Regions from separate parts of the Mus musculus genome. Here all the other regions are linked to region 2. Evidence: chromatin contacts called from public Hi-C, HiChIP or PLAC-seq and promoter capture Hi-C data. All regions are on one chromosome and are shown on one strand. The core of a region is the stretch at or near the end of the contact, and the rest is flanking DNA. Distances in the headings are between cores, read along the strand shown.

What was found. Promoter capture Hi-C pulls out the DNA fragments that hold promoters and counts their contacts. A called contact is a pair of places that touch in the nucleus more often than the background predicts. HiChIP or PLAC-seq counts read pairs in DNA pulled down with a chosen protein or histone mark.
Region 1: a contact with region 2 is called in an H3K4me3 HiChIP or PLAC-seq map of stem cell-derived neural progenitor cells, with 2.0 times the contacts expected there. The contact joins the promoter of Tec here to the promoter of Cwh43 in region 2. A contact is called at or near these places in 9 of 39 promoter capture datasets (the 3T3-L1 cell line, cranial neural crest, embryonic stem cells and 5 more), 3 of 115 datasets of contacts at active chromatin or transcription factors (double positive thymocytes, embryonic stem cells and stem cell-derived neural progenitor cells) and 1 of 9 other capture datasets (embryonic stem cells).
Region 3: a Hi-C map of cortical neurons shows a contact between it and region 2, with 2.6 times the contacts expected there. The contact joins the enhancer-like site here to the promoter of Cwh43 in region 2. A contact is called at or near these places in 1 of 39 promoter capture datasets (the HPC-7 cell line) and 1 of 484 Hi-C or Micro-C datasets (cortical neurons).
Region 4: a promoter capture Hi-C map of pre-B cells shows a contact between it and region 2, with 3 times the contacts expected there. The contact joins the enhancer-like site here to the promoter of Cwh43 in region 2. A contact is called at or near these places in 7 of 39 promoter capture datasets (the C10 cell line, the HPC-7 cell line, hematopoietic stem and progenitor cells and 3 more) and 1 of 9 other capture datasets (adipose tissue).
Region 5: a contact with region 2 is called in a BATF HiChIP or PLAC-seq map of CD8 T cells, with 5 read pairs. The contact joins the enhancer-like site here to the promoter of Cwh43 in region 2. A contact is called at or near these places in 2 of 39 promoter capture datasets (embryonic stem cells and pre-B cells), 1 of 115 datasets of contacts at active chromatin or transcription factors (CD8 T cells) and 2 of 9 other capture datasets (embryonic stem cells and liver).

Annotation. Positions count from the first base shown.
Region 1 is chr5:72,864,741-72,870,225 of GRCm38.p6, reverse strand. Tec (tec protein tyrosine kinase) reads left to right here and starts at 1,778. Exons shown (of 19, transcript NM_001113460.2): 1 at 1,778-1,832.
Region 2 is chr5:73,404,746-73,410,186 of GRCm38.p6, reverse strand. It overlaps Cwh43 (cell wall biogenesis 43 C-terminal homolog), which reads right to left and starts at 4,109. Exons shown (of 16, transcript NM_181323.2): 1 at 3,783-4,109; 2 at 1,859-2,050. The coding sequence starts at 3,825.
Region 3 is chr5:74,248,830-74,254,735 of GRCm38.p6, reverse strand. All of the region lies in intron 5 of Scfd2 (Sec1 family domain containing 2), which reads left to right. Among named protein-coding and RNA genes, the nearest start is that of Rasl11b, 56 kb to the right of the region's middle. Within about 2 kb of position 1,720, at least 26 of the 459 cell types and tissues checked have an H3K27ac peak or open chromatin away from gene starts, as enhancers often do. A contact at or near this core is called in cortical neurons, where this site is marked.
Region 4 is chr5:72,708,192-72,714,038 of GRCm38.p6, reverse strand. It overlaps Txk (TXK tyrosine kinase), which reads left to right. Exons shown (of 15, transcript NM_001122754.2): 9 at 1,183-1,257; 10 at 3,623-3,794. Among named protein-coding and RNA genes, the nearest start is that of Txk, 42 kb to the left of the region's middle. Within about 2 kb of position 4,433, at least 26 of the 459 cell types and tissues checked have an H3K27ac peak or open chromatin away from gene starts, as enhancers often do.
Region 5 is chr5:72,633,374-72,639,403 of GRCm38.p6, reverse strand. The region is part of intron 1 of Cnga1 (cyclic nucleotide gated channel alpha 1); the gene reads left to right. Among named protein-coding and RNA genes, the nearest start is that of Cnga1, 6.4 kb to the left of the region's middle. Within about 2 kb of position 3,138, at least 61 of the 459 cell types and tissues checked have an H3K27ac peak or open chromatin away from gene starts, as enhancers often do. A contact at or near this core is called in CD8 T cells, where this site is marked.

The DNA of each region.
Region 1 (5,485 bases), core at 529-3,028, 540 kb after region 2:
AGGGAATGAGAGGCAGGAGAGAAAAGGGAAGGTTCCTTCAGAGCTTGGCTCATTACACTGGAGGCCTTCCCGGGAGGAGAGGAACTGGAGTCAGGAATCATTGGTTCAGTTCTGCGTTCTCCTCCCATTCCCGGCCCCTTCCTAATTATATGACTTTAGGCAAGTCCTTTAAATTGCTCTTAGTTCTTTCCCTGTCAAATGGAATCTTGTCAGCTGACTTCTCGGGTCATTAAGATGATCACAGGAGAAATAGCACAGGGAGGCACTGCTTTTAAGTCCTGAGCCGTGTCGGGGAGGAGTCTTACTGCACACGTGACTGCACACGTGATCGCGAGCGTCGTCTTCAGGTTGGCTGCCTGATTCACTGTTCAACCTCAGCTCCACAGAGTCCTCCTTTGAGAAGTCCTCCTTCCTCATCAATCTCTCTTTCATTACCCCAGTTTATTTCAGCCAAGACATTTCTCACCTGTGAAATGGTTTCTTTGCTTACCGGTATATTGGTTTTCTCCCTATGTAAAGGCTCCACTGTGGAGGTCAGAGGCTAAGTGTCTTTCTCAATTGCTCTCTTCCATATTATTTGAGATAAAGTCTTTCATGGAACCCGGAGCTGGCCAGTTGGGCTAGATTGACTGGCCAAGCTATGCTTGGTTCTGCCTCCAGCTCTGGAGTACAGGTGAAAAACAGCTTCCTTCCTTCCTTTCTTTCTCTTCCCTTTTTCTTTCTTTCTTTCTTTCTTTCCTTTTTTTTTTTTTTTAAAAACATGGGCTCTACCTGATCAACCTTCGGCATAGCAAGCATTTTACAAATTAATTTCTCTCTCCATCCCAAAGGCGAACTCAGTCTTTTATTCCCATGGACTATTATGAACATTACAGTCCTATCCTGTGTCTCTCTCCTTCTGAGAGGTCCTCATATCCCTGCCCTGGCTGGCCTGGAAACCACTATGTTTACCAGACTGGCCTTAAATGCTTAGAAATGGGCTTGCCTTTGCCCTCTCAGCTGGAATAAAATATGTGGGCCACCATGCCTGTCTGACAGTACAGGATGGATGAGATCAGATAACAGTGGCTAAGACTCAAGACTACCATCAAAGACAACTTAGACTTGAAAGTAGGGAATCAAACCCAGGGCCTTGTGCATGTTAAGCAAACATTGTACCACTGATCTACAGCCCCAGCCTTTCCAGGACAGCTTCTCAGTTAGCTAGCTAGCTAGGTGACAAACGGCACGTTCTTTCCTGGAGTCTAAGAATTTTACAGTATTTAAAGTGAATAACTTGAAGGTTGTTTTCATTATTAGTGTATCAACAGTAATAATGTAAGTGGGTGACCCTATGCTAGGCTCTGATGCTTCAGGCTTGTCAGTCAAGCCACCCATTCTTCTATCACCCCAGAGCACAGCATCATCCGGTTTCGCCCGCGAGGGGCTAAGCGGAAGTGGAGGTCGGTTCTTAGCCACCCACAAGTGCTATTGCTACCGGCTCTCCGAGCCGGGGACGAAGGAGCATTTTTCTGGACGGTTCTCTTAGGATGGGAAGTCCGGACTTAGAGAGACCCCACGCCGCGTCTGTCTGGATAAGAGACGCTCCCTGGAACTTCGGCCGCAGGACCGCGAGCTCCGATTCTTCCCTTTGGCTTTGAAATCGCGGAAGGAAGGTGGGACACTGGCGCTGTGGGCAGCGGAGGGCAGAGGCGGCGCGGCGAGGGGGCGGGGCCAGGGAGGAGCCGGGCGGTGGGCGTGGCCGATGGGTTTGGTCAGCGCTTGCCGAGCTCCGGGCTCCGCAGTTTGGACGTCGCTCTGTCTTGGCTTGTCTCGGCACGCGCTCCGTCAAGGTAAGAACCAAGGGACTCTCGGCGCTCACGGAGTTGGCCTCCACCTGCGGGAGACTGACCTTAGTGGGATTAGGGAGGATTTTTCTACCCTTCTCACGGAGGTGAGAGCGGACTCTCTGCGTCAGGTCAGAGGCCCGTCCCCCTTGGGCCAGGAAGAAGGGACAGGTGCGCTCCCCTGATGGCCGCGCCTTCCCCGGTGGCTGCAGATCTGAGCCCTTTTGGACTTGGTATCTGAGCCGAGAGGACTCGCGATTGAGTTCCTTTCCCAGTTGAGCGGCAGGGGGCCTTTCTTCTTTCTGCTTGTCCCGCGGTAAAGTTCGAATCCAGGAAGACAGTCCACAGTTGCTTGTGCCCGAGCAGGTGCACGTACTTCTTTAGCTATTTTTCTCTTCTGGAAAGTGGTATCTGGATCTTGATAAACAGGGACTCGAAGAATCAAAGTGGGAAAAACTACGTGGACCTTGTCCCGAGACTGTGCAATTTCCCCTGGATCTGACATTTCTTAACTTTTTCCTGTCGTTGGCGAATATGTTTCTGTGTACCAGGTCCCATTCGGGCTTATCTTTGGAAAGTGGAATATTTGGTTAGAAGAGTTGATCGCAGTGTTAAATTGGGACAACTGGGTGGCTGGCTTGGTTAAGTGGGTTTGGAGCCTATCCAGACAGAATAGTTGCATGCTTTAAGCAGAGGTTTTACATTTTTCCAGTGAGTTCCCATTTTCCTCTAAGGAAACTCTGACAACCTATTCCCGTCTATATAATTCTTTTACAGAGCCGAGGCGCGGTAGGAGGAAGCATCGAGTCTCCTAAGTAAGATTTGGGATTTAATAGCTGAGTGATCGACACTGTAGCTCTGTGGTCTATAGACTCAAAATAAGGAAGAGCTTGATTTTTTTCCGCGAGGCGGGGGTTGGGGGGAGCTGTGGCTAAACTTACACATTAAGTATTTGAAAACATCCATGTCGTCCAGTTACATTTTCATTGTTTAAGACAGACCTATCTTTTCGCCATACACTTATGAATCCGATCACTATTCCTCTCCTTGCCAGCTCAGGGGTGCTTTCTGTAGGGTGCCTATGTAAATCACCCTCGTTCTTCCCACAAGGGTGTGTGCCTTCGGGTTTGTGGAATTGTGTGGGGACAGGTATTGTAAACACATGCAAATCAGTGAAGCGCTCTAGTAGGCGATACCTTTGCCCTACATGGATCTTTGGCCTAGAGTTTCCCTCTCTTTCTAGATTGGAAAGAATCTAGGGTGGGAATGCAAGGTTTAGCATTGCCACACTGTTTTCTTGATTCCCTTACAACAAGGTGGTCTTGTTTACAGACAGGGCTGGGGCTATGTGTAACCTCTCTCCCTACAGCTGATCCTTAAAGGAGGATGGAGATACTGTGGACAATTACTGGCACATTTGTGTTCTTGAAGAATGCCTGGCCTCCCCCTATCCCCCCCCTCGCTCCCCCCCCTCCCCGCCCCGCACCCAGGGCCTCTAACCACACCTCTTCCTACAGGTTCTCCAGGCTGCCCTGGTTGGTGCCTCTCTTCCTTCCCTGCACCCATCCTACTAGATTTTGGCATTTACTTCACCCCCCCCCCACTCCCTCCACTCCCATCTGGGGAAGATCATTTGTTGATACTCAGCTTGCTGATGGCTCCCCTGTGGATTCTCAGTAAGTGTCTGTGGACTTTGTCCCTGTTCAGAGCCCGTAGAAGCTCTGCTCTCGTCCAGTGAGCAGCAGGTGAAGCAGAGTCTTTGAAGTTGAATTCGTATCAAGCATTAAGGTCCTTCGCGGGGCATTCAAGTCTGTAAGAAAGGAATGAAATTGACTTCTGATCATGGGAAAATGATCTCATTCCATGTGATTATGCTGTTAGAAGAGATTTGTTGGAAAAAACAACCACAAGCCACCTAGAGGAGAGGGCGTAGACCTTATCTGTATCTCCATGCTTGTCTCCACCTAGGCCTGCCTTTCAATCTCTGCCTGGGTCAGCCAGTCCTTACTTGGGTCAGATTATAACTACTAATTTGACTGCATGTTTGACTGCTCAGGGCACAGATGACCAAAGCTACCATGAAGTAGAGGTTGAAAATTACATTTCCATTGTAAAGGCAAAAAAAAAAAAAGGAAGGAATTAAAACAACAGCAGCAGCAGCAGCAACAACAACCAAAACCCCATAAACAGGTTGCTATTGGGAAACCAGAAGGAGCAAACAAATTTAAATATATGTAGGCACAGAATCTGGGCTCTGAAGTAGCTAGATCAAGATAAGCCACACGATTTATGGCTAGGTCAATATTCACAGCTCAGCTAAACACATATTTTTGTGTTCCTTGGGATTAGTAATTGTTTGGCGTGTGTGTGTGTGTGTGTGTGTGTGTGTGTGTGTGTACTTCTCATTAATTCAATCTGCAACTCTTGACCGATTCTCCAAGCCTTCTCTTAAAGAAACCAGGTTTTCTCTCTACTTTATTTGCCCCAAGAAGCTGAACATGAACCTTCTTGTTTGCCATACACTTGGAGAGGTGGACTTTTTTTTTTTATGTATTGCAACTGTCACTCAGAGGCTGCTCTGTCACTAGCCTCCTGGGAATCCCCATTATCTCTTTCCTGTGTCCCATCTCCTGGGTTTTGTGTGTGTGTGTGTGTGTGTGTAATCCTCGAAGCTTCCTGGAAAGGGATGCACAGGATCTCAGTCTTTCTAACTGAAGTTATCCATTTTCCCTTCACAATTTGCAGACTGGCTGAGTGTGGAATCCTGGGATGGAAATTTCAAAGGCACTGTTTCAGTATCTTCTAGGTTATGAACTTCTGGCTCCTTAATCTCTGCGTGTAGCTGGGGTGGAATCCACAGCCCTGCTGTGCTCTTTCTGTGAGGTTATGAACTATTCTCTTCTTTCCCACCATCTCTAAGTTTCCTGATGCTGTGCGCTGGCATGTCTTTGTTCTTATCAGTGTGCGGGCTTTTGCGTGTGGGAGTTTACATCTTTTAGTTTGGGGAAAATTTTTTGGGTTCCTTCATTGGTATTTTCGTCCGATTTTTCTGTAATGTTTGTCTAAGGAATTTGTTGTTTGGATGTCAGGTATTTTGGATCAATCCTCTCACTTTGTGCCTTTCATAAGTTTCTGTCTTGTTATTTCCCAAGTCTTTTAGGAAGGTTTTCTCAGTATCAGTAGTATCCAAGTTTAACACTGGGGTTTTCCCAGTGTCTTTAACATTATTATGGTTGTTGTTATTATTGAGACAGGGCTTTGCTATGTAGTTCACACCAGCCTAGAATTCATTGTATAGCTTAGGCTGCCTAACAGGCGGCTTTCCTTCTGCTTTAACTTCACCTGTGATAGAGTCACAGGTGTGTCACCATATCTGGTTCTAAGCATGTTTTTAGCATTTTTAATTTAAAAGTGTTCTCTCTCTCTCTCTCTCTCTCTCTCTCTCTCTCTCGTTCTCCAAGTTGGTACACATGTGTGTTTATGTGTATGTGTGTGTGTGTAGTTTTGTGTCTATGTACTTCTTGTTTTTTTATCTTTTGGTTCCAGGGTCTTATCTCTCTGGGGGAAACTACTGGCTTTTTTGGCTAGAAGTGTACACTAGTGCAGTGTGTTGGAAGTGTTCCTTCTGGTCTGGTTACCCCCTCGACTTTGGGGTAGGA
Region 2 (5,441 bases), core at 2,860-5,359:
GCCACATGACTCATATGCAGAAGCCAAAAGGCTGCTGCTGTTCCAACCAAGCAGTTACTGCAGTCAGTGCCAGGCAAGCGGCTTCACTTCTGTTACCTGCAGCTGACCACTTCTGAGGGACACTCTCTTTGCAAAGGGAAGTTTCCAGGACTCTCTCCCACTGTTGCTTCTGAACCCTGGTACTAAAAATAAAAGAAGCTCAACACCTTCGCGGGGATTCTCCGAACTCATTGCCTCATGTTCTGCCTCCTTCAGGGACAGGGAGAGCAAGGGGTTGTTTTGCTTTCATAGGGACTCCAAACACCGATCTCGGAACTGTGATAGGTCAGTTTCCAGACGGATCTGCCCAGGGCTGCTCACCAACAGACCCCTAAGAAAGGTTCAGAGACATCTACTGGGGCTGGGCAGGAGGGTGAGCATCCCAACTTTCAGCTACAGCTCCAAGCAGTTTCAAGCTCACATTTTTCCCTTTTAAAAATCTATTCATAATACTCCCTTTTTGTAGCTGCACAGTATTTCCAGGTTTCATAAGCGGTTATTTAATATATCTCTTAGAGATGGCGTTTGGATTGTTTCTGTCCTACCGATATGATTCGTAGCATGTTTATGTCTACATAAGACACATTCTTTGTGGGGTTGCTGACAGAAAGGCTGTATGCAGTTTGCAGTTTGGGTAAATGCTGCTAAACTGACCTCCATAAGCTTTGTGCTGATTTATATACCTGCCAGCCATGCACGGGCACCCATTTCCCACCCTTCACACACACACACACACACACACACACATACACACACGTGTGTGTATATGTATATGTATATGTATATGTATATGTATATGTATATGTATATGTATATGTATTTCCCTGCCAATCCATTTGTGAGGCAATGAATATGTGTGTGTCATTATTATTATGAGGTTTCTTTAGTTTTTATTACATATGTGTATTTTGTGTGTGCGTGTGCGAGTGTGTGAACACGTGTCTGCTCACACAAGTAAATGCCTCGTGCAATGGTGAGAGCACAACTTTCAGCCATTGGTTCTCTTTCTATTGATTGGAATCAGGGATTGAATTCTGATCATTAGGCTTGGTGGCAAACAGCCTTACCTATTAAATCATTTTGACAGTCCAATTTTATTGTATTTTTTAAGAACTAGCTATATTTCCTTCCTGGGGACTGCATACAGCTTCTGCTGGTTTTTTAGGTTTTTTGGGTTTTTTTGTTTGTTTGTTTTTTGTTTTTTTGGTCTTTTAATATTGGTATATTGAAACTGGATGGGAATCAGCAACAGAGTAACAGCATCTCAAATAGTTTCCACCTGCTGCGACATTTCTGATACTTAACTCATTCCTTATGCAGTACTGTTGGGCTATCTTTCTCATCATGTCTAAGTCCTCTCACAGTTGGCCTGTTCGCCAAGGTACCTTTTCCCTCCTTCTTTCAGTGAATTTTAGATGTTTCCCTCTCAGGCATAGACATAAAAAAAATGCATTGATTCAGTATGGTTTTCCAATTTCACAGAATTTTTTCTGAGGTGATAGTAAGGAAAAGAAACTGGTGACTTTGGGGGGACTGGAGAGATGGCTCAGCGGTTAAGAGCACTGACTGCTCTTCCAGAGGTCCTGAGTTCAATTCCAAGCAACCACGTGATGACTCACAACCATGTGGAACAAGACCTGATTCCCTCCGTCTAGTGTCTGAAGACAGCTACAGTGTACTTACATATAATAAATAAAATAGAATCTTAAAAGAGGAAAGAAACTGGTAACTTCTGAAAGGCAACAGTTCCTCGGTCAATGAAAGGTCTACACCATTTTCTTTTTGACTAACAGAAGAATCTCAGACACTGAAACCTTACCTACAGTGACGATCCTCAGCAGAGAGAGTGTCCACTTCTTATTGACGAGTTTCCAGAGTGGGGGAATTGTTAAGAGTATCGGAGAGAGAAAGGCTACACAAAAGAATTCCAGCCCTGTGAGCTCCAGCGTTTGCAGGGGAAAATAATAGATCATGGGGCTCAGTCCGTGGTAGAGAGACCAGGAGACGTAGCCTAGGAAAAGCGTTTAAGAGAGAATGTGAGTCTGGCGGAGTTCCTGACTATACAGCCTGACACTCCACTCAGCTCTGAATGTCCTGCCTCTGGCACCAACTGGGTTGTTTTAAGGATTTAGTTCCTGGGGCTGGAGAGATGGTTCAGTGGGTAAGAGCACTGACTGTTCATCCAAAGGTCCTGAGTTCAAATCCCAGCAACCACATGGTATGAGAGAGAGAGAGAGAGAGAGAGAGAGAGAGAGAGAGAGAGAGAGACTGATTTAGTTCCCTCCCCAGCAGGCAGGGTGGAGGACAGAGAGACTTAGTTCCCTCCCCAGCAGGCAGGATGGAGGACAGACAGGCTGTTGTGAGTCTGTCACCACCTCATCTCCCATAATTATGTAGTCAGAAAACCGTGTCTATACCTGTTGATGGTCCCTTTAATAAGATAGCATAGGCTGTACCATCAGAGAAGGAAACCCGCTTCCTGTCAGGATTCTGATTGATAAAATACTCTCACCTAATTTGTCCCATACATATGTCTGACATACATATGTCATAAAACTAAAGAAGCAGTGTTCCCTCCACCCTACCCCAACTTACAGCCTCGAGCCCTTTAGTTAAGCAACAGACTTTACTTGTGAGTAGACCATCATAAAACTCCCTCACTGGGCAGGGCTGGGGAGTGAAACAGGGCACAGGCTGTGTGATCTTAGACAATAATGATAATTAAGGCAGCGGCGTTTGCCCTGTGCCAGGCTGAGCTGGGTTTTAACCAGATAACTTTATTCCTCATATAATCCACATCCTAGGAGGTAAATGTATACACCTTATTCCCTCCCCCCCCCCCCCAAAGCTGAAACAGTTGGGGCAAACCAACAATGCAAACCTCTGAGAACCGGAAAGTTCAGTGATTGCCTGGCTTGCCCCAGGACTAAATATCACAGGGAGCTTAGACCTCAGCGGTGCACTTAACTTTCTCCCAAGTCCCTTTGCAGGCCACCTCACAGTTCTCAGAATGAGATCAAGCCTCCTGGAGGAACGCAGAGTGACTCACTTCACACCTCCCAGTTTACTAGGCACCGATGGAAGGCAGGAAAAAAAAATGAGAGTTTCAATCCCTCCTGAGACAAGACTGCCCATAGAAACTCTCGTTCTCAGGAGAGCGCCCTCCACAGGCCCAAAAGATGCTTGCTTCCAAATGAACTGCAGGACTAAGCCATTTCCCAAGTTTACCTTTTAAAGTACATTAAACTCAAAGTTTAAGTATACATCTCCCATAGAACCAGAATACTAAATCCTTGCTACTTTGTGCTAAATGAGCCCAGGAGACTAGAAGCAGGCACGTTTTTTGGCAAAAACACTAATATACTCGCAGCTACCAAGCAAGATCGCTCAAACAGGGAGGCAGAGCCAAAGACAGTTGCCCTGGGCGCTCACCTACAGGTGACCTTTCCTTGGGAAAGCTAAGTCCATACTAAACTGTATTGAGGTAGACTTGAAGGTCACGGTCCAGGGCTGCACGAGATCAACGCAGACACAGGGAGAATTCTCCATGCAACCCCAGGGCGGCGCGGGAGCTGCCGAACCCGGGCCAGGGAACCTCTATCTGGTCTGGTCTCCTTCGCTTCCATCCAGGGTGGAAGATAAGATAAGCATCTCCATTCCCGGAGCCCGGCCTCTTCTCCCGGCTCTGTCACCCCGGCGGGGAACAAGCCCAGCCAGTTTGCGCCAGGACAGCCTCGACTTACCCAGCAAGGTCTCCAGGGCAATTGCTCTCCACAGGCCTGGCATGACTGCGACCACCCGGAAAGCCGAGAGGACCGTTCCCTCGCCCCGCGTGCGCCCCGCGCTTCCTGCGGGGTCCGCCCGGTCTGCCTGCTCGGTGTCCCCGAGTAGCTCGCGGGTCTGAGGCGGCAGCAGGAGTCCTGGCAGGGTGCGGCACCTCCTCCCTGGCACACCTGCGCGCCGCCCCGCCCGACGCCACCCATGCCTTCAGCGCTGCTGGGGACATGCCACCCTAGTGCAGCCTGCGTTCTCCAAACCTGCCACCCAGCCCGAATGAAGTCTGCAGGCTCCCATCCCACCCTCTACCCGCTAAGAGAGAACACATGGAAGATGGAGCCACCCCTTCCCCGCCCCCGGAGGAAGGGAACAACCCAAACAGGCGATGCCATCATTTAATTTAAGTCCACGCAGAGAGGTTTGTAGAGTGCTTGCCTCAAATGCACCCGACTTTGGGTTCATCCTCTGTGCTGCATAGACATGCTGTGGTGGTGCATACTTAAATCCCCAGCATTTAGGAACTGGAGACCAGAGAATCGGGGTGAGCAGGTTGGATTCCCAGATGCTGGGGCTTGAGTCTGAGAAGAGAGCTGGAGACTCGCTCTGAAGCAGGGAGTAATGGGAGCCTCCATCTTCAGTCCAAGGTGACTTCACACCTACCCCTTACCTTTTTTTTTTTTTTTTTTTTTTTTGCTTTGGTAGTAAACACAACTCAGGAACTGTCAGTGTCATCTCAAAAACCAACAGAAGTGGGGGAGCTTGTAAATATCAGAGTGGAGAAAAACCGTGGTGGCGCACGCCTTTAATCCCAGCACTCGGGAGGCAGAGGCAGGCAGATTTCTGAGTTCGAGGCCAGCCTGGTCTACAAAGTGAGGTCCAGGACAGCCAGGGCTATACAGAGAAACCCTGTCTCAAAAACCAAAAAACAAAACAAAACAAAACAAAAAACCAAAAAAAAAAAAAAAACCAAAGTAAATATCAGAGTGAACTATGGTGGGGGTGCCTAAATTTTAAGAAATAGCTCAAAATGCTCGTGGTTACAAATCCACAGCAGCCTTGAACTAAGAGTTCCTGGTCGCTTTTTGAGCACAGAGACAGATGGATACTTTTACAGAATAAAACAGACCCTCTAGAACCCTATCACCTGACATCAAGTGATTTTTTTTTTTTAAATAACCTTAACAAGACAGTTACACAGGACAAGGAAAACTTTTCCCAGCAAATGACCACAGGAAAAATTAACTACCCAAGTGGGAAAGGATCAAGTCGAAGCCCTACTCCACACAAGTTCGAGCACCAACTCAAAGAGGCTCTGTAGTTGTTTGAATGAAAACGTTCCCCCCAATCACAGATATTTGAATACTTGGTCACCAGTGGGTGGCGCTGTTTTGGGAGATGGTACAGCCTTCCTGGGGGGAAGAGCATCACTGGGGGTGGGCATCTCCAGACATGCAGATTGCTCTCTCTGCTTCATGATTTCTGTTGAAGATGTGCTCTCTGCGGTTTTCACTCTGGCTTCCCCGCCACAAGTCCTCCTTTGATGGGCTCTCACTCTGGAACTGCAAACCCAAATAAACTCTTCCTTGACTGTTTCCGTGATGTTCTATCACAGCAACAGAAGCACA
Region 3 (5,906 bases), core at 471-2,970, 850 kb before region 2:
CATTAGCCAACTTTCCTTTGCTATAACAAAACACTCAATGCTGGATAGTACACGAAGAGCTGAGTTTTATTTTGCTCATAGTTCTGGAAGTGCCAGGGCATGTGGCCCTGCTTCTTCTTAGATCTGACGAGAGCTTCGTACAGACGTTGTATCAGTCACAGACATACAATAGCAGTTACAAAGCAAGACTGGAAGCCATGTATATTCTGCTTTTAAAAAACAACTTGCTTGTGAATAACTAGATCACCCCACACATTGGCATTTATCCCTTCAGAAAGCAATGCCTCAGTGTCTTAATTAAGGGCCCGCTCTTAAAGGCTCCATTATTTACCAACATTAGCACACCGGGAACGAAGCCTCCAACATAGGACCCTTTGGCACACGGGTGCCACATCCAGCTCCTATTGAGGAAAGGGAGTCTGCTTCTACCTCTACTGGCAGCTCCAGGATCTGGTAGTGTCCCTCATATGCTTGGAGAGAAGGGCTGAAACCAAAGCTGCAGAGCTGTCATCCAGTGCCTAGGGGTGGGGGTGGGGTGCTGAAGGAAAGAGGTTTCATGGGGAAACTGACATATGAGCTGGTCCAGCAAGGAAAAAGCATTTCTAGGAATAGGAACTGAAAGCCTGGTCCTGACCACTCCTTTCGAGAAAGCACGTTCATGTCTCTGCCTGCAGAGTGCTGTGCGCTCCTCCCACAGCTGCAGTGTCCTCTGTCCCTGTCTTTCCCAGCCTGTGTCTGCTTCTTATTCCTATAGGAAGCCCCTCTTCCCAGTGCCACAGCTGGCCACTTCCTGGCTAAGCCCTCCACTTAGGGACTCCAGGCATCCCTTCTGAAATCTGAACTCATACAGCAGCACTTCCTGTCCCGTGTCATTTCCGCCACATGCCTCCTTTTTAGCTGCAATTAGGAACTCGGGGTCATGAAAGCCCTTCCTGGTCACCTTCGGATCATCTTGAAGTTTTACCCTTTCTACAGTGAGATCCTCAAACTGCTGGCAGACAGGCCCTGGGCCTTTATTTAGGGCTAGGTTTCTCTACCAAGATCCCATGAACCCAGATACAGGGCTCTTGTAGCCCCTGACCTGAGACACTGCCACTGCAGAGAGCTACCCATTTCTGGGGGTCTGAGGTTACACACATTCATCACACAGAGGCCAGAGGTTGATGTTGGGCATCTTCCTTTAAGTCGTTTTATTAAACCTCCTGTCTCCACCTTCCCAACACTGGGAATACAGCTCTACACCACAGCACCCAGCTTTTTACCCGGATGCTGAGTATACAGGACTCAGGTCCTCATGCTGAATAGCCAGCTAGCCACCTCTCCAGCCCCAGAGCCACCGATTTCGTAATCTGTGAATAGGCAGAATCTGTCCCCGAAGCTTAGGACTCAGGGTATGTGGCTGAGGGTAAGGGGAGTGATCAAGAACCATCCTGGGATCCTCTGCCAGGCCTGATCAACCCCATCAGTACCAAACAGCCTTTCAGTTCCCTTCCCCACATGCTAATGCCACTGTCATTCACTCTGCCCAGTGAATCCTCTTCAGGGAACAGCAGTGGAGGGCAGCCTTTCTGGCCTCTTGGGTTGGAATATGTACTGCCTGGCTGAGTTTGAATTCCTGGACCAGCTGGGCTGGGGGTTGCTATTCCAGGAGGGTGGAGTGGCCTCTTTTTTGGCTCCTGAGGGGTATCTTTAATGCCACCCACCAATAGCAGTATGCCTCAACATCTCCGTGTGCCAGGGTGAGACATATGGTGTATTTTTACCAAGTGTGCAGATCTGGACAGGAAAGGAAGCTCATCACTGGCACTTCCTTATTTGGCCATTGTTCCTTGCTTCCTTCCCAGCTTACTCCTCTCTGCTCATTTTTCTTCCTCCCCTCCATGCCTGTGAGTGGACTTCCGGGTCCTGCCCCATCCCTGTTCTAGCTGGAGACTTTTCCCTTAGCGTATTACAGTCTCCACTTTGGTAGCCTCCATCAGTTGCCATCCCATTGCCAGAACGGACTCATGCTGGCCCTGCCCCAGGCCCCGACACTCATATGCATGCTACGAACACCTAGTAAATGCCACAAGTCTGGATGCCCAGCCTTCCTAGTTCCTCCATCCTGGGACCCCCATTTGGCCTATAGAGTTATCTAGCTATATGTGCTTTTTACAGACAGTACCGTATAACCGCGAGATGCAGAAACTGCCCCCATTTGTTAGCTTTCTAACTTCAAAGCTTCTTCCCTCTCTGACCTCAGTTTCTGTGAGTATAAAATGGAGATGATACTTATTTCTCAGGATTACCAAAATTAGGTATGAGTAAGGTTATACCTAAGGTGTGGTAATGGCCAGTAGTATCTGCTGTCTTTTTCTCTCTAGTTGACTGTATAGATTCTTTATTTATTTTTTTTAACCTAGAAGTTGGAGGGCCAGTATTCATATCAGTTAGGTAAAGGAAATAACAAACAGCCCTAGAAACTCAGGACAGTCATCTGTTTATATTCACAGAAATTTCTAGACACAAACTCTCAAATTCCCAATTAATTATCCTATATAAAAATGATGTACTATTTGCATACAACCTACATATGGCTAGCTGCCTGTGTATTTTAAGTCATCTCTAGATTACTTTTTAGACCCAGGCTAATGTAAATGCTATGCAGAAAGCTGTTACACTCAACATTTAGGGAGTAAGAAAAGCCTGAGCATTATACATGTTCAGTGTGGATGGATTATTTTCCAGAATATCTTTTATCCACAGCCGGTTGAATGCATGGATACAGAACCGTCAGGTGATTGCCGTTCACAGTGATAGTTAGCATCTTCTCTGTTGTGGGTCCCTCTCTGGGAAGAACAAAATCTGGCTTGTGCCAGAAGAAGAGACTGGGGATGGTGTCAACCACCAGTGACTGCCCAGCAGTGCGGAAGATGCAGAGGGGGATCCTGTTTCTTAAAGTGCAATGTCACTACTTAAAGTCACTGTCACTTGGACATAGAAATAGTTAAGAGGAGATTCAGGCAGTATCTCCATAGTCCTTCCTGTACTGTAAGCATGCTAAGTCCTGAGGATAAGCCACCTGCTCCTGCTGCAATCCAGTCTTAGCTGTGCCTGGCAGCAGGCAACAGAGGCCTGTACTGGTTAGTGTCTCACAGATTAGCCCCCTATCACTGTGGGCCTGCAGGCAATAAAAAATGTGTAAGTTTCCAAACACCCATCATTTAGGCTCAGCACAGCTTAGATGGATCTTCCTCCTGCTACTGTGTACACTGGAGCCATTTTACCATGTTTATGCTGTGCTTGTTACCAAAAAATCTTCCTAGGTTTGCTGACTGCAGATGAAACACAACCATTTGACAGTTTGGGCTCTGGGTCTAGCAGTCTACCTTAAATAATGGGAGAGTGGCAGAGCTTCTCTGAGTCTCATTTGTGTGGAGAGGATTGGCAACTCTACTGCCCACCCCAGTTCTGAGGGGTAAATGGATGTTTTGGGGAAATTAGAGCAGAGCCTTCTGTCCACTGAACACTCAGTGCAGCCTGCTCAGGCCCTGGGGCTACAGTGGGAGTCCAAGCAGGCAGCAGCATTTGGCTGGTTTGGTTTGGTTTGTTTCTCTCAGAGCCCTGCCCCAGGGCAAGGGCTGGGTAAATATTTACATGGGATGGGAAGTTTAAAATCCTGCTTCTTCTCCTGAAGTAATAAGAACTCTTCCTTCCCAGAAAGTTGATCAATCCTGAATCCTCAGGGTCGGAGGGGACAGCCAGTTCTGTCAGTGGTGGAAGGTTTTCATGGCTTCTTCTCTCGCTGGTGCTTTCTGGAACCTGGCTTCCACTCTCCCTTTGGTTGGTGACTCTGGCATGGCAAAAATCAAGGCTCTTGATAGTTCAAGAGCTGGTGGCAATGCAGCCATGGTAATGGGCCAGCTTCTTTCTGTGGTATGGCATGATCAGGGTTTTATTTCATGTGGCTTTTGCCTGCCTGTATCTCGCTGTGTTCCTACTGTCAGGAAGGGACCAGAGGACGCTAACAGATGCTAACAGTATGTGAAACCCAGAGCTGGAGGCAGCCTGTTTGGGTAACGGGCTGCTTTCAGCCCCATACGTTCCAGGGCCACCACCTTTCCTGCATAGGCAGCCTTGGGCTATGCAGTTCCCTTCCCACTCAGAGCTCTGCTCTGTCTTTTCTCCGTCCTCTAGGGACTTTCTGTACCAGGCCCCAGGTGGCAAAGCCCTGGCTGCCTCTGTCCCTCTCAGCCATTGCTCTCCTGGAAGCCCCAGGGATCGTCTTACCTCTGCACTTGCTGCTGCTTGTCTGTCTAGATGCTTTCCTCGTGGCTGTCTGCAGCACAGGCCTACTCACTTGAACAAAGATCTTTCCGACACGCTTCTTCCTCCAAGAGACCCTTTGAAGCCTCCTCACCTTCACCCTTCTACCTCTACCTCCCCTAGGTGCAAACCTCCTGTGACATATTGTGACTCACTTCTTTGCTTGATGGTTTTCCTCCCTGATAGTCCAGTCCACCGAAAGCAGGAGCTATGCCTCCAGCGCCTGGAACACTTTGTACTCCATAAATGTGTGCTGAAAAGAAGGGATCAACTTACAGCTAACAAATGTGTCGAGCTTTGAGGGAAGGGATCCACCAGCCTGCAGGAAAGAAAGTGAACAGGGACCCACGGTGGTATGGAAGCATTGCCTGTGCATGCTCAGAAGGTGGCTGAGGCTAAGAGCCAGCCTGACACTGGTGTCACACAGTGGCATTCTCCAAAGTTGGCAGAGGGAGCTTTGGGCAGGTGGGCAGGGCTCTGGCTAGCAGAATACTGGACAGGCAGAGAGAAGCAGGTCTTGCCACTGAGGCCCAGTTAGTTGACTTCCCAGGGTGACCAGTCAGACTGGTGGCTCACCCAGATATTCAGAGATGGGACAGCGTCTCCTGTCAGGTAATTTTTCCCTCAGAAACATTCTCTGCTACTGACCTCACTTCAGCTACAGAAACCCTGAGTCTACACGGAAGAGAAAGATGGACTTTTCCTTGTGACTTCAGTCAGGAGGAGAGGGTGGGGCTGAGGAAGTGGTTTGTGGCATCCAGGAGTGTTCCTCTGGAGAGGGTCAGCTGAGTCCCCAGGAAGAAGCTCCTTGTCCAAGACCATCCTCCTTCCCCACCAGACCAACAGAGCACAACCTTGGGCAGACATGGGAGGAGTTTGGGGCGTGGCGGGAGAAAGCCGTGCTAGTGAGAGAGACTCTCAAATGGGTTTTAAAGGAGTAAGGTTGACATGGCGCTGTTCAAAATTGGAAGATCAGGGCTTGAGGGAGGTTGTTTTTTAATAAATGCTTAAGTTACATCCTTATAAAAACTCAACTCTGATGGTTGGCTGTCATAACTGGTGACTATGGGCAGAGTCTTAAAGTAGAAGTCTCCCATAATTCCAGACAAAACAAGCCTAGATAGGTAATTTTATAGTTCACACAACTACACACTGAACACCTACATGTGTACAGCACAGAACTATGGTAGGACAGTCAAGGCATCAGTTATTAAAACAGGCCTTAGTCGTGGGCAGGTGGGTGGGGGAGCACCCTTATAGAGGCAGGGGAAGGGATGGGATAGGGGGTACCGAAGGGGAGACCTGGAAAGGGGAAAACATTTGAAATGTAAATAAAGAAAATATCCAATTAAAGAGAAAAAGAAAAGAAAAAGAAGAAGAAAAAGGAAAGGAAAAAGAGGCCTTTATCTTAGTCGGACTCTATGATTAACTTAGGACAGGTTGAAGACCTTGAATTCTGAAGAAGAAATGCAAAGAGTAGAAGGCCCAGCTGTTGTCTCTGCAGTATTTACTGGCTGTTTCACCAAGGTTGGAATTTTCTTTGGGAGGTGGTAGAAGAGTTCTGTGTGTTGATCGTGGTGTTTTTTACAATCATATACAAC
Region 4 (5,847 bases), core at 3,184-5,683, 700 kb after region 2:
GAACCCGCCATCTCAGGAATCACTGTGTGGATCAGCTGAGGCCTTTGGGATTCACCTAGAAGAGAATCCTGTGCATTAGGTCCTAATCCCTTCTGTTTCCCCACTGGCTAGACTTGTCTCCGCCTCCCACTGGCTAGACTTGTCTCTGCCTCCCAGTCTTTGCACACTATTCACCTGCCTGGGCTTTCCCAACTGGTTTTTGTGGGTGACTCCTTGTCAGTCACTGTCTTCATACCTATGATAATCTTGTCTGAAAGGCCTTCCTAGATCACTCATTCTCTGATAACTACATTTATCCACTTTGTCTGGCTTACCATCGTTGACGTTTTCTTGTGCGTGCACACACTGGTTTATTTCCCACTCCCCTAGAAAGTAGGGCCCCTGAGAGCAGAGGCCGTCAGCATCTCCTTCACCGCTGTCTCCTAACATCAACATAGAGCATGATGCGAACAGACTTTCAGTTAGTAGCGACCGAGGAAATAAATAATGGATGTTTATTGACAAATTTAAATTGGTTGTCTAGAATTCTTTTCATGTTGACCCAATCATATGAAGTCTTATTCATTCGACTATGATACTGTCAAACAAAACAGAACAAAACCAAAACAGAACAAAAGAATCCCACAAAAATCTATTTTCAAAGGGTGTTCAATTTGATGGTTAACGCTTTTGCAAATAATTTGATCAAGTATCCCATTTTGTAAGAGGAAACTTTGGGAGACTAATACAAACATATGTTCAAGAAAATATAGTATATTTTATAACAGCAAAATCTCAGAAATATTTTGGGGTCTATTTATAGTCCTCTGTATGTATAAACTACATGCTTGATAGGAAAAAGTTATATTAAAACATTTATAATTTGTGTACAATGTATGTATGTACTACATACATGCTTCCAAAATATTCAAAGAAAGCTTTGCCAAGTTTTTTTTTTTTTTGGCCAAAGTGATAATAATTCATCGGTGCACACTGAAATGTTGTGAGAGAACTTTGTGTGAACTTTGTGTACAGTGAGTATCTATCAGGAAGGTGTTTTTAGGTGGAGATTAGAGAATTATAATGACCCACCAAATTGTTATACCTAATTATTTAAAGGCAAGTGCTACCTTCCAGTATACCTACTTCTTCCTACTGTAACTAATAACTAGCTTTGATATGCTCATTTTTCTTTCTCCTTAGGTCTCATATCTCGTCTCCGCTATCCCATTGGGCTCCTGGGCAGCTGTTTACCAGCCACATCTGGTTTTAGCTATGGTAAAGTACACACATGTGCTGAGGGAATCCATCCATCCATCCATCCATCCATCCATCCATCCAGGAACCACCCTGAAGATTCCTTAAATTCTCAGTTCGTTTGAAATGTCTATCTGCATATGTTTCCTTTAAAAATGTAAATCTCTTGCTGGAGATGTTGAAATAACCCATCTCCCAGGGCAACGTGAAGTCAGTAGCAATGTTCTGGTTTAGCTTAGCATTTCACCGTGCCTTATGAGGACCTGTCATCCTCCCATTTTGATAAATAACTACTATTCTCTGGATGTTGAGGCTGTTGTTTTCTGATTACAAGGTTTGCTGGGAAATGACTGCTTTCCATGAGAAAAGAGCTGTTGAGTTTAACGGCTCCGCTTCACTTTTGTTCACACAGAATCGCTACCCTCAGATTCAAATCACTTTCTAGCAGGTGTGACATTTACACGTCTGTGAGACTAAATGTCAACCAGGGAAATATTGTTTTCTGACTTGTAGAAAATGCTGTTCCCTTGAATTCCTCTCATTAGCAGGACTCAGATTATATTGGGAAAGAAACAAGGAACAGTGAGAATTATATTGCATAAAAATGACTATGATTCAGGGTCTTAGTTTAAGAATGTTGGAAGGAGGACTTCAGGGTGCTATGGGTACATCTATCATTCCTATATGTAAGATCTTATGTAATTAGCAAGGCAGTTGGCAATTATGCTCTTTACTTTTTCAGGAAAAGATCAACTTTTTTGAACAAAATATGGCATAAGCCACACCTATTGCATAGTGGGTTTTTTTGTTTGTTTTGTTTTTGTTGTTTTTTTGTTTTGTTTTGCCAAGTTTTGAGCACTTTAGGTAATCGAATGAGAAACTACACACTCTGTCTGGCCTCTTCCTGTTCTCACCACTTTGAATTTCGTCTACTGTGTTGGGTGTGGCCAGCTCATTTTCCCTGGGACGGAGGGCTACACTGTCAGGGTTGCTACCTCCTTTACACAGCTATTAGGGTTGTCCCTCAGGCTTAGCTCTTACAAGTACTATAGTTATGAAAGCTCTCGTTTATGTTTAGATGATAAATGTTCAGTTAGGCCCTGCTGTAAGTATAGTTTAGAGTAGTTTTGTCTCATCAAAGGCTAGTCACAATGTTTGAGATTTCCTAGGCAGAATCAATTTTCCAAAGAATCTATACCAAATTCCACTCCTATCAGCAATGTATAGGAATACCAGGCCTATAGTTTCACCCTTGGTAAAAATTCCCTTTAGCCATTTTGTTAAGTGTTTGACGGTATTGGTTTATGGTTTAATTTTGATCCCTCACGATTAGTTATTTTGGCCACGGTTTAATAGGTATAGCAGTCATTTAGATATTCTGTTTTATGAGGCCTGCTGAAGCCAGAAGAGGGACAGAGTTGGGTTTCCTTGAGATGGAGCTCAGAATGGTTTTGAGCCAGCTTGTGGATGCTGGAGATTGAACCCTGGTCTTCTGCAGGAGCAGCAAGCACTCTCAACCACAGGGTCAACTCTCCAGATAAGCAGACAAAATTATGAGTTGTAGTTTATTAATATTTTCCTGTGATAATATTCTATCAAGAAATTCTGTGCCACTGTCAAGGTCATAAATCCGTTTCTCCTGTCACCTTTACAACAGCATTTCCCTGCTGAGTTGGGGACTACTTATCATCATTAATAATCCTGCTAAGTGCATTGTCCTAAAGTTCCAGCAGGTGGCGGTGTTGCTGTAGGGAAAGTTAGGTGCTAAAAAAGTTAAGCTTGCATAGTTTCAAGGGTATTATTTTATAAACAGTTCTTTTTCTCCCCCTTCCTGGCTTGCTTATGAGAAATGAGAAATATACAACAACACAAATTTCACCTTAAACACATGTTTAGATATATGTTGGTTAACAGCCTGGTAATGGACATGTATACAATTACATATATTAGACCCATCCCTAAGGAGAGGCTACGCAAGGCAGGAAGGGTGTTTTAGCAGTGGAATGAGAACAGTAGGAGAAACTGAAACAACAAGAGGAAGTACCTCCGGAAAAGAAAATGCCCCACCCTTAGCACTATAACAAATCCAGGCTGGGGACATCCATGCTTTAGGTCCCACCACTAGTTTTGTTTAGAAAAGTACATGGATATGTGTAATATTATGTTTTGATAGTCTCAGTGCTATATATTCTTGTCTCCAAGCAGGCAATTCTTTTAACCCTTGACATCTTGGATTATATATTGTTACAGATCCTTACCTGTATACCTTTAACATCTATGTAAAACAAGGAGATAGGACTGGATAATTCTGAAATCTTTCGCTCTCCCTTTCTGTCCTTTAACCATCCTTCCTTCACTTTTTAACACGAGTCCTTTGCCTTTCTAGAAAAGTGGGAGATAGATCCATCAGAGTTGGCTTTTGTCAAGGAGATCGGAAGTGGTCAGTTTGGGGTTGTCCACTTAGGAGAATGGAGAGCACATATCCCGGTCGCCATCAAGGCCATCAATGAAGGTTCCATGTCTGAAGAAGACTTCATTGAGGAAGCCAAGGTGATGATGTAAGTGCAAGGTCCTGCCCCACGTACTCACGGCCCCGCCCCTCAGAGTCTCAGACAGAACCTGGACTTTAGAATCAGACACACCTGCACCTGGCTCACGACTCTGCCCAAGACATTGTGTAACCCTGGCAAATTACTTAACCTCTGTGTGACATGCATGAACTATGTCATCCTCAAGTCTATAGAGTCCTCACCTATACAATTGGAAACAACGGGTACTTCTGACATTGGATCGCTGTGTGAGTTAATGAAATGGTCAATGAGAAAGACAAGGAAAGTATATTATGCTTAGCTTAGTGGTAGGTGCTGAGTAAATGTTAGATAAGGGGCTTCTTGAATGAGACAACCTTGGCTGGGAACTCAGGGATCAGACTTTCTGAGGGTGAAGAGTTGAGTGAACAGGAGAAAAACTTCTCACAGGCAGAGACGCGTGTGGGTAGAAATGTGTGTTCCTGCTTCCTGTCATGGTACTTTCTCTACACACGTATTAGAGACGTGTCATAACTCACTGCAGGACAACTGGTAGATATATTTACATTTGTAGCTAGTAAAGCTATTTTCTTGGGACCGGAATGTTCCCCGAGGCTCATAAGACTTGTGAAGCTAATACAACTTAACATGATTCAGGAGTCCAGGAATTTGTAAGAGTCACGAGCCCCTCCACAGGGTTACAGGAACAGTTAGTAATTGCTAGGAAGAGGACTTCCTCTAGCAGGCTAAAAGTTGTGCAGGGAGAGCCAGGTGCGTGGGTGGATTCCTGCGTGCGTGCGTGCGTGCGTGTGGTGGTGTTGAATTGGAGAAGCCTATTAGAAGAATTAAAGATGACAAAGTAGTCAGGTAAATGTGTAAGGCTAGAGTTGGAGAGAGGTCAGGGTAGAGGGCACGAATTTGAGAATGGTTCCCCAGAGATGATATTGAGAACCATGAAACTTGATTCTGTTAGCGACGGAAGAGAAGAGTTGGAAAAGGATATCAGGAGATGTCCTGAGCTCCCGTGTCTCAGGATGCTCTTTCAAGGGAAGACACGGGAGCTGAGGAACTTTGCAAGAAGGCTAAAAAAACTTGAAAAGAATTAAATCCATCTACCAGTGGTCCTATAGTGATTTGTGGAATGTCTAACCAGGGACTGATCCGTGTGTAGAGAAAGTAACATCACAGGAACACACATTTCTATTCACACGCTTCTCTGCCTGTGTGAAGTGTTGGTCCTATTTGTTCAACTGAACCACATATGAGGGTTCATTTGCCTGCCTTTGCCTTACTTCCAATAGACATCTGTCTTATCTCAGATGCATTTTGACAGTCACCCTCGTAAGCGAATGCTTTGTCATGTTTCAGTTCTCAAATACTTCCATGAAGTTATATAGTCTCAGGGTTCTTATGGCTTGAAAATGTTTCATTCTGAGATTTGCTGTCCTGACATTATTTTGCACACATGCAAATTGCATTCCTTAACTGGAAGTATGCTTACGGACTTGAAAGATAAATCAAAAAATGTTGAATGTATACCTTCTCCGTCTCTCTGTCTGTCTCTGTCTCTCTTTCTCACTTTACCTTTATGGGTGATAAAAAGAACATTTCTAAGGTACTTTTCACAGCATTTCTGACCAACACAACTGCTTTTTAAAAGATACATCTTTTAAAAATTATAAAACATTAATTTAAAGTTATTTTCATGAATATTTGGTGGTGGTGGGGGTGTTGAAGCCTGGATTGCCAAACAAACAAACAAATAGGTATTGGGGCAGGAGAGATTGCTCAGCTGTTATGGGTATTAGTTGCTCTTGCAGAATTCCCAGGTTGAATCTCAGGATCCATATGGTGGTTAACAAGTATTTGTAACTACAGTTCAACATCGGAAGCCCTCTCTGGCGCCCGTACTGTTGCATACACATGGTGCACAGACTTATGTGCAGACAAAAATACCTATGCAAATAAAAATTTATTTTAAATTAAGAGTATATTTTAATAGGAAACTTCAACTCTGTGTGATTACCAAATATACTACAGGGTTTCATGCTGGCGAATCATTTTTAGTCTCCAGCTACTTCTA
Region 5 (6,030 bases), core at 1,889-4,388, 770 kb after region 2:
CCTTTTCTCCCCAACTTGCTTCTTGGCCATGATGTTTTGTGCAGGAATACAAACCCTTACTAAGACAGTGTTAGATTAATTTTTGAGGATATTTACCTATGGATAATATGATCACAGGTCCTAAGTTCTCAAATGGATTATTTCAAAACCATAAAAAGTAATCAGGTTAGCAAGATGATACTTCACAAAATAAAATATAAATTAGTAATTATCCTTTTAGACCCACTAGATAAGGTGATAGCAGGTCTTATAAAAATGAAAATTTAACATGTAGAGTGCATTTAATGAAAATTACCAGAAATGTAAAGCAGGTTTTTACAAAGAAGACATCTCATGTTGGTGATTAAAAACTCATACGTCAGCATGTCAATTCTTCTAAAATCAACTTATAAATTTAATAAAATTTCTTTGTAAAGCACACCAGAATTTCTCAGGATCATCTTGCTCTAAGGACATCAATGAACATAAGCATGTGTTTCACACTCACAGAACAGTCACCATCATCCAAACACACCCTTAAAACGAGAGCTGAGTACAGGTACATATTTTACGTGACACATTTGTAGTGTTTGAGCAACAAAAGAGACAACAAAAGTTAAAAGAAAAGATTGGTTGCATATTATGGGCTGGACAATGTATAAGTTTGTGAGCAGTGGATCTCAACCTTCTGGTCACAGATCCTTTGGTGGGATCAAATGACCTTTCTCCAGGGGTCGAATATCAGAGATCCTGCCTACCATACATTTATATTATGATTCATAACATCAGCAAAAGTACAGTTATAAAGTAGCAGTGGAAGTAATTTTATGATTGAGGGGTCACCACAACAAACTGAATGGTCACACGAGTTAACATAAGAGAGGAAGCCTGATAGTCACTGTTATAGAGACAAAAATCAAACACCCCCAAACAAACAACAGACAGACAGACAAACATAAAAACAGGAGCTCACTGGCAATTGTTGTCAAGTCTGGTGGGAGAGAAGCTCACAGAGATGGACCATGGTAACAGTGAGTCAGTGCATTGATGGTAACTTCTGCAGACTATGATGCAGAGGAGGAGAAGCCATACCTGGAGTCCTTCATCCAACTGTATCGGTCTACTTGAGGGACCACAGCAAAATGCAGCCCGAGCCAACCAGCCGCAGAGCAAAAGTATTCAGAATTTGTGTCTGTGCTGAACATATAGATAGTTTGGTCATTATGTTGTAGACACTGCAATGCATCTCTGTTTCCATTCTAGTAGGCACTTTAAATAATGCTCAGGTGACTTCAGGAAGAAGTGAGGCCCACAGGCTGGGCAGCTGACACAACAGAACTCATCATCTCAAGGTTCTGCAGGCTGAGTACCAGAGAGCAAGGGGTCTGCCATTTGTTTGGGCTCTTGTGAGGTTGTGATCTTTGACTGGCAGGTAGCCACCTTGTGGCTCTTTCTGCCCGGCATCATTCCTCTCACATGTCTGTGAGCTCTCTACTTCACCTGACAACACCCTTTAGATTAGATCGAGCCAACCTGTCTTCCTTTTAATTAATCACAACCTCAAAGGCTCTGTCTTCCAGTTCGTGGGTACCAGGGGTCAGTGCTTCCATAGAGGAAATGTAAAAGTATACTGCTATTCACTTCCTGAAAGCACTCATGAAGATATGGAAGCCCAGGATGGTACACAGGCTTGTAATCCCAGCACTTGTGACACTGAGGCGGGAAGATTGCCACAATTCAAGGCCAGCCTGGGCTTCATGGTAAGTTCCAGTCTGGCCTGGGCTACAGAGTGAAACCCTGATTCAAAACTGCGCACACACATACACAACACACAAAGGGCAGAGGGAGAGGGAGGGGGAGGGGGAGGGGGAGGGGGAGGGGGAGGGGGAGGGGGAGGGGGAGGGAGAGGGAGAGGGAGAGGGAGAGGGAGAGGGAGAGGGAGAGGGAGAGGGAGAGGGAGAGGGAGAGGGAGAGGGAGAGGGAGAGGGAGAGGGAGAGGGAGGAGAGCAGGGTGGTGAGAGCGAGAGAGAAAGCAGGGGGCAGGGAAGGGTGTAAGGGAGAGACACTGGGCCTTTTCCTCATTAGCTACCTTTTTTTAATTTTGGTTTTGCTCCATGCTGTTTCCTCTTCCAAAAATGTCATTGCCTTTATTGGGCACCAAACTCCTGAATTTGGGGTGATTTTTGTGATTCTCCCGACATTAATAGTACCGGCCTATTACATGCTATACTGTCGGATTTGGTTTTTCTTTCTTTCTTTAAAAAGATTATTGTTGGGGCTGGAGAAATGGCTCAGAGGTTAAGAACACTGACTGCTCTTCCAAAGGTCGTGAGTTCAAACCCCAGCAACCACACGGTGGCTCACAATCATCTGTAATGGGATCAGACACCTTCTTCTGATGTGTCTGAAGACAGCTACAGTGTGCTTACATAAAATAATAAATAAATCTTAAAAAGAAGAGCACAGTAAAAAAAGTTTATTGTTATTAATATGTGTATGGTGTGGACTGTGTTCTCTCCTCCCACCTTTAAGTGGGTCCTGGAGACTGAACGTAGGGAGTCAGGCTTAGTAGCAAGTGCGTTGACCTCTGCGCTACCCCACTGGCCCTCCCACTTCCTCTCTTTTCTCCCTTTCACTACACAGTGTTATACAGTGTTGCTTTGAGACAGCAAATAGTCAAGGAAAGCCAAGAAGGAAAAACCAACCAACCAAACAAACAAAAACCACACCAACCAACCAACCAGCCAAAACAACCAAACCAAAACCAACCCAAAAGCTGCTAAGGAGGTACAGGTTAGGTTCTATACCATCTGCAGGTTATTTTCAACAAAATTACAAATATTTCAAACACGATCCTTTGGGGATAAGTATAGACTTACACAAGAAGGCAAACTGTTACACACAGTGTTGACTACTTACTGTGATGGATAAAATCTGCAATTAGTGTCCAGGGGACTTCCTGTGCTTCATGTACTTAGGGTTCTAAGTGCCTGACTGAAGTGTTGACTTGGCTTTATTACTAATATAAAATGGGATCGTGATAAAGGAAGGGAAAGAAAGCAAACTCCCCACTCTGGGGAACTTTACAGAATGCTGAGATAACGGGCCATTTGCCTGTGCACATAGACATGTGTGTGTAACAGGAAGTGGGCACCTGGGGCTTGCCTCTGTTTTTCAGCTGCTACAATAACCACAGACTGAGTTATTTGTAAGCAGTGGAAACGTGGCCTCTTGACTGTGGAGGTCAAGGAGCAAATCTTGGAGGTTCTGGATCCTTTCCCTTTTTGTGGAGGTGGAGCAGGGAGACGGTCTCCAGGCGTGGTGTCGTCTGTGTGTTTACTCGTGCTCAGAAAAACATACTGATTTTGAAGAAAACCTTTTTGGTGATGCAAGATCTGGTGACACTCCAGGGCCATAGTTTATATGCTATGGTTTAGATATCGGGTACCCTTCAAGGCCCATGTATCGAAGGACAGAACTCATGGGTGAGACTGGTGGAAGATAGTGGAACATTTAAGAAATGAGGCTTAGTGGGGAGGTTTGAGGTCACTGGAGTGTTCGTGAAGGAAACGATCAATTCTGACTGCTTTTCTATGGTTCTTGGCCCGAGGTGAGTAATTTTTCAGGGCTGTGAGCTTCTGGATTTTACCATCTGCTCTTCTCACCAGAGAACTCAAAGCGATAGCTCAGCCTGGTCATGAGTCAAAGCAAACCTTTTCTCCTATAAGTTGATTGTCTCAGGTATTATTTGTTATAGTAACAAAAGGATGACTAACGCGTTTTATATAAAAACACACCAAATATTAAAATGTACTATGATTACTTTCTCTGATACTTCATAGTTGTGTAAGTTTGTTTTTATTATATAATGCTGGCTTAAAAGGACCTTGGGGAGACAAACTCTTATGATTTTGCTAAATATTGCTCTTGGCTGAGATTTTTGCGTTGAGGTGGATACTTTATACCTTTTCTGTGGACTGTGAAGGTTGTGATAATGACCATGATAATAATTCACTTGGTAAAAACTGTTTCTTCCAAAGAAAGCATTGAGGGTTTCTTCCTACGGTGATAAGACTGGGCTTAGCGAGTTGGCAACCCATCTGTTTTTGAGAGGCATACATACAACCGTGTTGTGTCCGCGCTGGAACGATTCTTCACGGGATTTACAGCTTGCTTCTGCTACTGGGATGATATCCGTTATTTCTTTCTTACTCCCCTTGGCAGTTTTGACTCCCCAGAGTGCTGAGTCAGGGGGAGGAGCAGAGGGTTATTTTCGCTATGCCAGCCTTTCATTTTGAGGCAGGGACTCACTTTCTAGGCCAGGCTGGCTTTGGATCCACTTGTCACTCTTCTGCCCCAGCCTCCTGCATGCTAGGAGTATAGGTGTGGGCCACTGCCCCTGGCTTAGCATAGTCTGTGTGTTTATCTCAGTCTCTGAACTTGGATCTCAGAAAAGGAGGAGCCCAGAGGTCGAGGTCGGAAAGATCTAAGTTGAGGCTTCATAGTAATTTTCTGAAGCCGGTGGTTAGAGACCACATCCTTGATAAGGAGGTGATGACTGTTTCAGGTCGTGCCTTCCTCCCTGCCGTAGAGCAGGCAAAACCTGCTCTGGTTCTAGACGGTAACAACATCTTGATGTTGCTGCAGTAAGAAACAGCCCTGCCATTAAATACCGAGAAGGGCAAGACAGGAAACCATGCCTGGTTGGCTGTTGGGTATTTATTCTGCCAGGACACATTCTTTTCTCAGTGGACCTTCACTCTCTTCGGCCAACAGATAGCTCTTGCATTAGTAAAAATAAAAACGTTATTTTGAGTGAAAGTGCAGGGTTGGAAGGGCTGCTCAGAGGTGAAGAGCATTGGCTACTCTTTCAGAAGAACCAAGTTTGAGTCCTAGAGCCAAAATGGTGGCTCACAAGCATCTGTACCTCCAGTTCAAGGGAATCTGACGCCTTCTTCTGGCCTCCGCATGCATGCAGTGCACCAATATGCATGTAGGCAGAACATGCATGCACACATACGTAAGGAAAATCTCAAGATAAAACAAAGGTGCTTATACAGAGGCCATTTGTTGCTAAGCAGAATCTCATTTGTGAAATATTTTTCCCCAACAAACAAAACTATATATATATGCAATATGGAAGGCAGCTATGCTTGCTACTGTGACACCAGTGCAACTAGGGTACAGTGTGTACAAACATGAACAACACAGGAAAACTCCCAAGGAGTCCATGACTTAATGCAATACGAGTTAACATTGAAATGGTCATCCTTTCTGTGGGCATGCATATTGTTTTAATAAAGCGCTATTCCTACAAATATTACTTTAAATTCTGCTTTTTTCTACCCTATAGTGTATTATTCATATTTTAAAATGCTCTTGAAGTAATATGAGAGAAAATCCAACCAAAGCAGTAGACCAAGGGCATAAATATATGGTTAACATAAAACCAACCCAAGCTCTCATGAACATGAGAGCTTGCTCAACTTTATTAATGCATACAATCAAATGCCTCACTACCAAAACTTTCTCTTATCAGATGGAGGAAAACTAAATTTGACAGTCTCAAGCACTGGTCAAAAGAAAGTGGCAAGTTTGTATTGGGCTAGCCAAATGTCTAATGGGACAGCCATCATGAAAGCCAATAAACAGAGCTAAGATTAGCAATTCTGTTCCTGGACTTAGATGTTAGACACATCCTCAAAGCTGTGTCTATGGAGACATACAAAAGGATACTTACCTCAGCCAGACATGCCTCAAATTATTTACATAGCAAAAATCACAATAGTAAAAGTAATTGAAAACAAATTTTCATTAGTAGTCAAAATAGAAGAGGGAACAAAATATGCAGTTCTGGTAAGCTACAACATAAACATAGTATATTATGAAACTGAATGGCTCTGTTTCTGTTGGCATAAGCAATCTTCAAAGTACAACTTCAAATAGAAAAAAGGCAAGTTGCTGAATTATGTAGAGAGAAAGATACCGTGGTTGCTTATGTAGATGTTTAAAAAGTCACAGAGACCTGGAAGCAAACATACAATTTATCAT